2 separate regions of the Canis lupus genome follow, and region 1 is linked to region 2. A link is a contact called in public Hi-C data. All regions are on one chromosome and are shown on one strand. Each heading gives the region's core, a stretch centred on a gene start, on an enhancer-like site or on the middle of the called end of the contact. The rest is flanking DNA. Distances are from core to core; before and after follow the strand shown.

The links. Hi-C and Micro-C count contacts between places; a contact is called where the count stands out from the background.
Region 1: a Hi-C map of blood shows a contact between it and region 2, with 2.2 times the contacts expected there. The contact joins the promoter of MRPL3 here to the promoter of NEK11 in region 2. A contact is called at or near these places in 2 of 9 Hi-C or Micro-C datasets (both in blood).

What each region holds. Positions count from the first base shown.
Region 1 is chr23:29,117,790-29,122,020 of UU_Cfam_GSD_1.0, forward strand. It overlaps MRPL3 (39S ribosomal protein L3, mitochondrial), which reads right to left and starts at 2,178. Exons shown (of 9, transcript XM_038570848.1): 1 at 1,918-2,178; 2 at 740-924. The coding sequence starts at 2,009.
Region 2 is chr23:28,753,604-28,758,041 of UU_Cfam_GSD_1.0, forward strand. NEK11 (serine/threonine-protein kinase Nek11) reads left to right here and starts at 2,471. Exons shown (of 17, transcript XM_038570831.1): 1 at 2,471-2,608. It overlaps ASTE1 (protein asteroid homolog 1), which reads right to left and starts at 2,412. Exons shown (of 5, transcript XR_005377021.1): 1 at 2,079-2,412; 2 at 1-890.

The DNA.
Region 1 (4,231 bases), core at 928-3,427, 360 kb after region 2:
TCATGAGAGAGACACAGAGAGAGAGAGAGAGGCAGAGACACAGGCAGAGGGAGAAGCTCCATGCAGGGAGCCCAACGTGGGACTCGATCCCAGGTCTCCAGGATCATGCCCTGGGCTGAAGGCGGCGCTAAGCCACTGAGCCACCCAGGCTGCCCTCCACTAAGAACTTCAGATCACTATACAATTCAACTGTCACAATAAACTCCAACTAGAGACCACATTCTCAACAGTATAGGCCTTATTCTCAGTCTCACTACACATGGATTTAGTACTCTACTGGACACAAGGAGCTGATTCTGGGGTTAAGCTTGGCAAACCTGGAGTGCTTGGATATCCCAACTGAAAACATCTGTGTGACACACTGTAGTTTTATTTATTTATTTATTTATTTTTCACACTGTAGTTTTAGATCATACTCCTCTAACTTTTCTTCTCTGGTTTATTTTATACATTTTTTTTTTAATCTGAAGGAAACAAAAAACATATGCAGAATGATCTTCCCTTCACCTACGAAACAGTTTCTTGAAGAAGTCTTGATTACCATCGGATATTCACTAATAGTAAACCAGCATGCTAGACATAACCTTGCAAACCAAACCTCAATTAAACAGACACACTTAAGACATGAAAAGTAAATTCATGACATGATAAATTCATCAGGCAGTCACTATGATTTTGGATGTGCCAGCCACACACAGTAATTAGGAAAATGAGAGACTATCAAATATAAAATAACTACCTGGTTCCCAAGGATGTAGAGGCCAGGGTTCATCTTTCAAAGGACACAGTTTACTTGCTAACTGGGCTTTATTTTCATCAGAGGCCAACTGCTTAACAAATGTGACGTTTTCTTCCGAAAGATGCTCATCCCACCATGTACCACTTCTGCCATGGAGACTTCTAACCAAAAGCCAAATGTCTGTTCTATGAAAACAAAAATTAGAAAACCAAAACATAAAAGGCTTCCCCCATTTAATGCGGGGGAGGGAGGTCACATGAGTTAGAAAGTGTAGTCTGGGCCTTAGGAAAAGGATTTGGAGTCCGTGCAAGTCGCGCCCCCCCCCCCCCCCCCGGACATTCCTTATAATAATGGGCTTCACACTTAATTGTTTAAGGGATGACCCTAGAGTAAAAGGCCTTCATCCCCTCTGCTGTTATAAACCAACTTCTAACAGAACTGTCCTACCTAGACACAGGAAGCCCTGATCCATTTGTAGGTGGACCTTAATAGTTTAAGCCCAGCGGGGGTAACAATGTGGGATGCTGATCTCTCTCTCTCTCTCCCTCTGACAAGCCCACCTCTTCCCAGCAATGACAAGGCCTAGGCTCAGAAGATCCGTAAAAGACATGATCTCTCTGAGAACCTGAACGCAAGAAAGACCTTGTGTTGGGAAGGAGGTAAATTCTTGCACGGGAGGGTCAGAAAAGTTAAGACTCTCTGCTGTCTATCCACCTTTCGTGGTCGGGTACATCCAGGTCGGAGTCCCAGCTTTACACTAAGTTACTTCTCCAAGCTTCTGTTTTTATCTGCAAAATATCATCATGGCAGTGTCTGTAAAATGCATAAGGGCAGCAATTCTACCTCGTGAGGCTACTGAGCTAAGGCGGCGCCTAATACACCTATCAAAGCATTCGGTACATAGAAAACGCCCACTAATTGGTAGGTGTTAATCCTGTTGGTAATGCTCCCTGCCAGGCGCTGGCTCATAAATGTTAAACATTAAAAAAAAAAAAAAAAAAATCCCCCCTCACTCCTTCAATGGGCACTTGCTTGGAGTAACGCTCTGAGTCCCCTGCGCCTGTGGTCTGGACGGAGCCCCTTCCCCGTCCACCCAGGGCGCACCCGTCCGCACCGGGGGCCAAAGCTCGGCTCCAGGTGTGTTTTGCAGGGACCATACCTCCCCCTCCCCCACCCACCTGTTTGCCGAGCCCCGGGCAGCACCCGGGCCGCCCGCGCTGCAGCCCAGCACCTGGGCGCCGGCCTGGGCCAGCAGCCTCCAACCAGACATGGAGTGGCCGGGAGGGCTCGCCCCGCTACTCTTCCTGGCGTCCCGCCGCTCTGCTTTCAAGGCGTCCCCGCGCTGCAGCCGCCAGCCCGCCTCGAGCCTCCCAGGAACGTCCCGCCGGCTGCCTGCCGCTGCCCTCGGGGACCGGAAAGGAGCCGGAGGAGCCACTTCCGGTCCGCTTCCCAATGCGTCCCGGGCACTAGAGTCACCCCGGGAATTAGAGTTCCGCCTCGGGAGAGTCCTACTTTGGGTCTGAGTTAGAGTAGGGAGGGCAGGGACTGACTCACTTGTCTCTCCAGGGGTTTAAAAGAAAAAAAAAAAAAAGAATGTTTGGAGTTTAGACTTTGCAAGAATGAGGCGACCCGGGGACAGGCTCCTTAAGGAAGCGAAATCACTTAAAAATAATGCACACTGTGTGGCAGCTCCTTGTACTGAACAGCCCTTGATATTGTTCTACTGATTTATGTTCAAAACAGCCCCGAAAGGACATTATTTTTTATTTTTTCGTTTTTCTAAAAAAAAAAAAAAAAAAAAAAGATCATTTATTTATTCATGAGAGACACACAGAGAGAGGCAGAGGCAGGCTCCCCTTGGAGAGCCTGATTGGGACTCGAACCCAGGACCCTGGGAAGACGACCTGGGCCGAAGGTAGATGCTCAACCGCTGAGTCACCCAGGTGCCCTGGAAATTGTTATTTTTATATTACAAATGAGGGAACAGGGACTCAGAATTTTGGTGCTGGTCCACAGTAGTACATCTGGCAGAGGGACAGAGCTGGTACAGACACAGGGCCAGCATGTATTAATAATAGGGCATGGCCAAGGTGATGTTGTGTGACTTGCAGGGCAGGGTCATACAGGGTATTGCTACTTCTGTCTTGGTCTGTTGGAGTGCTCCCTATGGGGAAAGGCAGCGGTCCTGTCCTGCGGACACCCAAACAGCCCTGTAGAGAGGCTCCTTTCCAGCTGGAAGCGAGCCACCCAGAATTGGACCCTCAGGTCCCAGACCACCCTTCAGGTGACTGCATCTGCTGAAAGACCTTGAGCCTGAACTGCCCAGCTTGAGCCTGAACTCACAGGTTCCTGACCAGAAGAAATGCCAAAGAAAATAAATGATGACTCTTACTTTGAGTAAGTGTTAGGGTGTTTGTGATGCAGCAGTGCCTACCTCATAAATCTTCTCTACAAATAAAGCCTTGTCCTGCGTCCCAGACCCAGCCTAATCAGCATGTGTGTGCCTTGGGCACTCATTCTACTTCAAAAGTCCATTTCCTTATTTGCTTAATGGGTGTTGGTAGAAATTTGGGAATAAGAGCTTTAAAATTTAGCTATTTCAACAGCCTCTTTTTATTAGTGATCTGGCTAGCCTGGCTTAAGATATCCAGGCAATGATCAATTCCTGGTTACTACTTGGAATTAAGTAGGTTCAAAATCTTCGCTTTGCTTGCTTTTCTATTCAACCAATTGCTATTGTGTTTACCCTGGATACTTCCAAATAACACTTAATTAAACCCATGTATGTTGCTTTAAAATTCTTTGATGACTGAACAAAAGTGTTAGCAATAGACAGTGGAACATCACATGCCAGGGGACCAAATACTTTAAACCAAAGGCAGGATTCTTCTTCCTGGTCTTTCTCCTGATGCCAGTATAGTTCTGATGGCTGGAGTGTGGCTCTAGATCAGTGAGTATTCTTGTCACCTGGAACCATGGTCAGGGTGTCCCCTCTGATCCCAGAAGATAAAGTCTTGAGAAATTCCTGGAGACTGAGTTCATTTGGGATTTTGATTATTCTTGGAAAATGAATACCCAGAAAAATGAGAAATAGCTAACACCTCACTCTTGCTGAGTGGTAGGCACTCTCCTAAGTGCTTTACATACGTTAAGTCACTACTCACCTGTCATGTAGGTACTACTGTTCTCATGCTCACTTGCAGATGTGGAAGTTGAGGCACAAAGAAAACAAGCAGCTCATCCAGGTTCACAGACCTCAAGTTTGTTACGTTAAGTGGTAGTTTTAGGAGTTGATCCCAGGCAAGGTGACTCAGAGTCCAAGTGCCTTGACTGCTCCCAAGAAGAGAAAGCTGTACAGCACAATATTAGAACACCAAACTTGACATTCAGAGGTTGCCCCAGACAAAAGGGACTGGGAATGGTTGTGTTCAGTCTGCATCCTTAGAGGTTTAATCAGCCTGGATCAGAACCAGTTGGGCTCAGGAGAGAGTG
Region 2 (4,438 bases), core at 1,221-3,720:
TTAACATTTTCACGATCCTTTTTTGGGAGATATTTCAGAACATTATCGAGTGCTTCAGTAGGGTCAGCAAAATGAGATAACCAATTCAGAAGTCCCAGAACTCGGTGGTGTCTCCTCCCCTTAGAACTGGTAGCTCCAAGAGGAAGACGCACTTTACTTAAGAATGTCTCTATGATGGGTAGATTAATATGATCGTTTCCACATAGCACCGCAAAAAGAGGTAGTAGAGATTTATTCATGTTGCTGAAGTGATGGCACAATGCATCAAGGGAAAAGCATTTGGCAGGGATATAGCAGTCTTGTGTGCCTTTGATAGTGTTCACATTTCTCCACTGAAAGCTATTTAAGGGGCAAAACCCCGATTTTAGGTCAAAGATGCAAAAGTCACTATCTGATGATAACACAGGGCAATTCCAATGATTAGCCAGTGTCATAATGTCCCGATCTGCCTCTGAGAAGCACTGGACAAAAGACACTTGTAGCTTGATCAAAACCTGTATGAATGCTTCCCGGATGAGTAAAGGACACACATACCCACCCCCACCAACAGAAAGGGAATGAGCCATCTGGATCTTCTCCCTAGCTCGATCCTTTAAAGTTTTAAGTTTTTTATCGGAAATATCACATCCTCCATCTAATACAACATATGGACAGATATTACAAGCCAACAGTGATTCAAAGAATTTTTGTGCAACATCTGCAAAAGAATCATAGTCTCCTCCATACCGAAGTTCCAAGTTTGAGTTGAAGCAAAGCCGGTGGAAGAGAGCGTAGCCATCAATGACAATTTTTGTGTCTCTTAACTTCAAATCAGTGAAGAACTCATTACTATGATCTTCCACAAAGCTCATTAGTCCTCGAATACCCATGATGACTGTCTGAAGAATTGCCTGTTTAAAACAGCAGAACACACTTTCAACTAATGCTGTTTAATGGGGACCGAGTCTTAATTTCCAACACCACAAACCAACATCAAATGTTATGAACAGCTCTTTAAACAGAACATATTAGGCGTTAGCCTCTCAATTCTTACCTAGATGCTCAAGTAACACCACCTAGCTGAGTGCCTTTTCATTCTCTTTTGCTTTCCCCATGTGTGACAAGGCACAAATGCAATGGTTTCATGGAGTTTAATCTCTGGATAGGGTGGAGGCTATTGATTCTAAAAGAAAATCAGTTAAAGCCCATTACTGACATACTAACAGAGCCTACTGCGGGCTCTGATATGGAAACATAACAGTCATCACCTTGCAACAACATTTTCGCGGGGTCAAAATAAAAAGTCCTGAGCTATAAAAATGATACCCTCTCACTCTCATAACTAACGAACCAGAGAGTACCGGGCTTCAGTTAACGAAAGTGTGTAGGGTCAATGATACCCATCCAGTTTTTCTTTATTGATAATCAGTCTGGGAATTTCGTTTAGGCCTTGGCTTGTGGTCAGTCCCATCTTAATTGGCATATAGTTTTGAGTAAGGAAAATTACTGCTACATGCATGCAGGAACTCCCCAGCTTCACCCTAACTAGAGGTTCTTTCCCTCTTCTTGCAATTGCATATCTGGCTCAGGACCAAGAATATCGCTCCCTCTCTGGCTAACTGGAGTCACAGAGTGTGTGTTACTAGCTTTTCCTTGGGCCTCCCGCTCCAATAGGGCTCAGCGTGGCACGGTCTTTATTTAAAAACCATGAGATTTTTATCGACGCCCGATTTCTTTTGCATTGATTTTGATTTTTAATTATATTGCATTAAAATGTGTCTATCTTGATTACAGACTTCTGGGGCACCCCTTGCATTTTGCGCCCACGCCAGTTCACCCCAGTTTTGGCCCTGCCCTCCTCAGCATCTTATCTGGTATAGCAGTTATTTATTGACGTCTGTCTTGCAAAGCTTATGCGAACGGAGGCCGTGGCCACTCCTCCTAAGCTAATTACAGGGCCTCGCAGGAGCTGAACAAACGTGTGCTGGGTCGGAGGAAGGCGCCCAGAAGGCTTGAGGCCAGTCGTCAAACACAGGCCTTCACACCTCGCTCCTCCACAACCCTCATAACCGGCCACCCGGGCCAGCAGCCGAGCGCACCTGCACCGTCCTCCCCGGGGCCGGCCCTTCCATTAAAAGGCTGCAGGAGCCACTGCTGGAACCGCCCGCACGTGAGGGTCCGACCTGGGGAGCGGGAACCGGAAGTCGCCGCGTATGACGTCACTGGGAAAGCTCGCGTCCAGGAAGCTGGTGGAGCCGGAGGGCGCGGGGGCACAGGGGCTCCGGGGCCGCGGGGCGCGAGGTCGCTCAAGGCAGGCGGGGATGTCAGCTCCGAGAGGGCCGCTGCCACGTTAGGAGAGCCAGGCGGGCCCGACCTGGTCGCCTTTCCCCGCCCACCTGGGTCACCGCACACTTCCGCCTCGGCGCCCGGCCCCGTGCCGCCTCCCGCCGCTTCCCAGCATGCCCCACGCTGTCTCCCTGGCAACGGGGCGCAACAGCCTGGCCCCGAGGTCGGGCGGCTCGGCGAGGCTGCTGCACCTACGGGAGACCTGCCCGGCGTCCGTCCCAATTACGGGTGGGACCGTGGGCACGGCCTGGCGCCGCAGCTCCTCCGCCCTCGGCCCCGAAAGGTATGCGAAGGGCGGCCCGCGTGGCGCGCCGGGCTCCCCGAAGCCGCGGACGGTGATGGCTTCAGGTCGCCCCAGCGGGGCTCGGCCCCCGGGGGCCTCCGTGCCCGCGACCCCTCCGCTTCCCTTGGCTCCTCGCCTCCCAGATCCGCTCCCGCCTCCGGAGCAGAAGCGTGGCCGGCGCCGCCTCCGTATATGTTAGCCCGCTTTGCGAAAATGTAATTTTTTTAAAAAAGAAGTTGAGGCAGGGAATGTTCGTTTTACCTTAAGGTTAAGGTTTGCCTTTAAGGTTAGGGTTCGGTGGGGGAGGGGCAGCCTTCGGCGCAGGGCGTGACCCTGGAGACCCGGGGTAGGGTCCCACGTCGGGCTCCCTGCAGGGAGCCTGCTTCTCTCTCTGCCTGTGCCTCTGCCTCTCTCTGTGTGTGTCTCTCATGAATAAGTAAATAAAATTAAAAAAAAAAAAAGGTTAGTGTTCCACTTAAGCAGAATCTGGTGTCTGACCTGCTTCCTCTCTTTATGACAAGGGAAGAGAACTACTTGACTTGAACCCGTGATGAACACGCTCCTTCCCTTGTCTTTTGCCCCCAGCCAGGTCAGTTTGCAGGAGGTCATCTCTCCCCTTTCTCACGGTTCCCATCCGACTTTCTAAGTCTTCTCTTCCCTCCTCTCACCACGCACACTTTTTTTTTCCTCCCTTGGGCAACAGTCGGTCTGTGTGTGGATGCCTGTTTGCCTTAACAGAATTTGTTGAACCACCTACTACTATATGACAGGAGCCAAGGATACAAAGATACAGAAGGTGTGTGTATCTGGCGCTCAGCTTCATCCACAACCTTCAGGAGGTAGGGGCGAGTGAACGTTGACAAAGGAACAGATAGTTCTGGAATCTAGACAACATGGGACCTGCTAGGGTAGCTCTGTGGTTGCACAGAGGAGATTAGTGGAATTGATTACTAAAGGTCACAGGGCTGAGTCTGGGAGTTTGGCAGAAGGGAACCTAGTTCCAAAGTAGTCTGTGGGCCTGGCCAGACTGCTTAGATGACATTGCTGGGTTTAAAATTAAGCTCATTTACAAACAGGAGCCCCTGGGAAATTGGACTTCTCCAGAACTAGTCTGTCCTTCACTGAATAGGGACCTTTATCTCATCCCTAATATAAGGAGAATTACTGGGTCATCTGGAGGGTTCTTTCCTGTTGAAAACTCTATGAGTCCATGTATTTTAATTTGCCAGAAAGTATCACTTTTGTGGGAGCAGGGAAAGCAAACAAAATACACATCTGGAGGACTGCTCTCCAGTCATTTTTTTTCAGTAGTAGATTTTACTGATATTTTCTGTGATCTTGATAATCTGATGTAAATTTTTATTAATTCAGGGATTTTGAGGTTCCGACACAATGCTAACGTTTTAGTATTGTCATGAGCACACGATGATTGGTTTCTTCTCCTCCTCCTTTTTCTTAGATTTTATTTTTAGGTAATCTCCACACCCAACATGGGGTTCAAACCCACAGTCCTGAGATCAAGAGTGGCATGCTCTGCCAACTGAGCCAGCCATACATGCCCTCCCCCTTTTTAAAGCTATTTATAGAATACATCTTACTGGCATCAGGTAAAACCTAACTGATTAATGCATTAGTTTAAGAAGAAAAATGCCTAAATACACATTTACTGTTTTGTTCTAGTCTGAGGATATTTGTAATTGCCACCACCATGCAAAGTGTGTTGGTCATGAACCCCAAACTACACAGGTAGCATCTCGTTTTATCGTTATACACGATAAGTTTTTGTCTTATAGTTGTGGAAACTTGACTCCAAGGCATAGACTGTCTTCA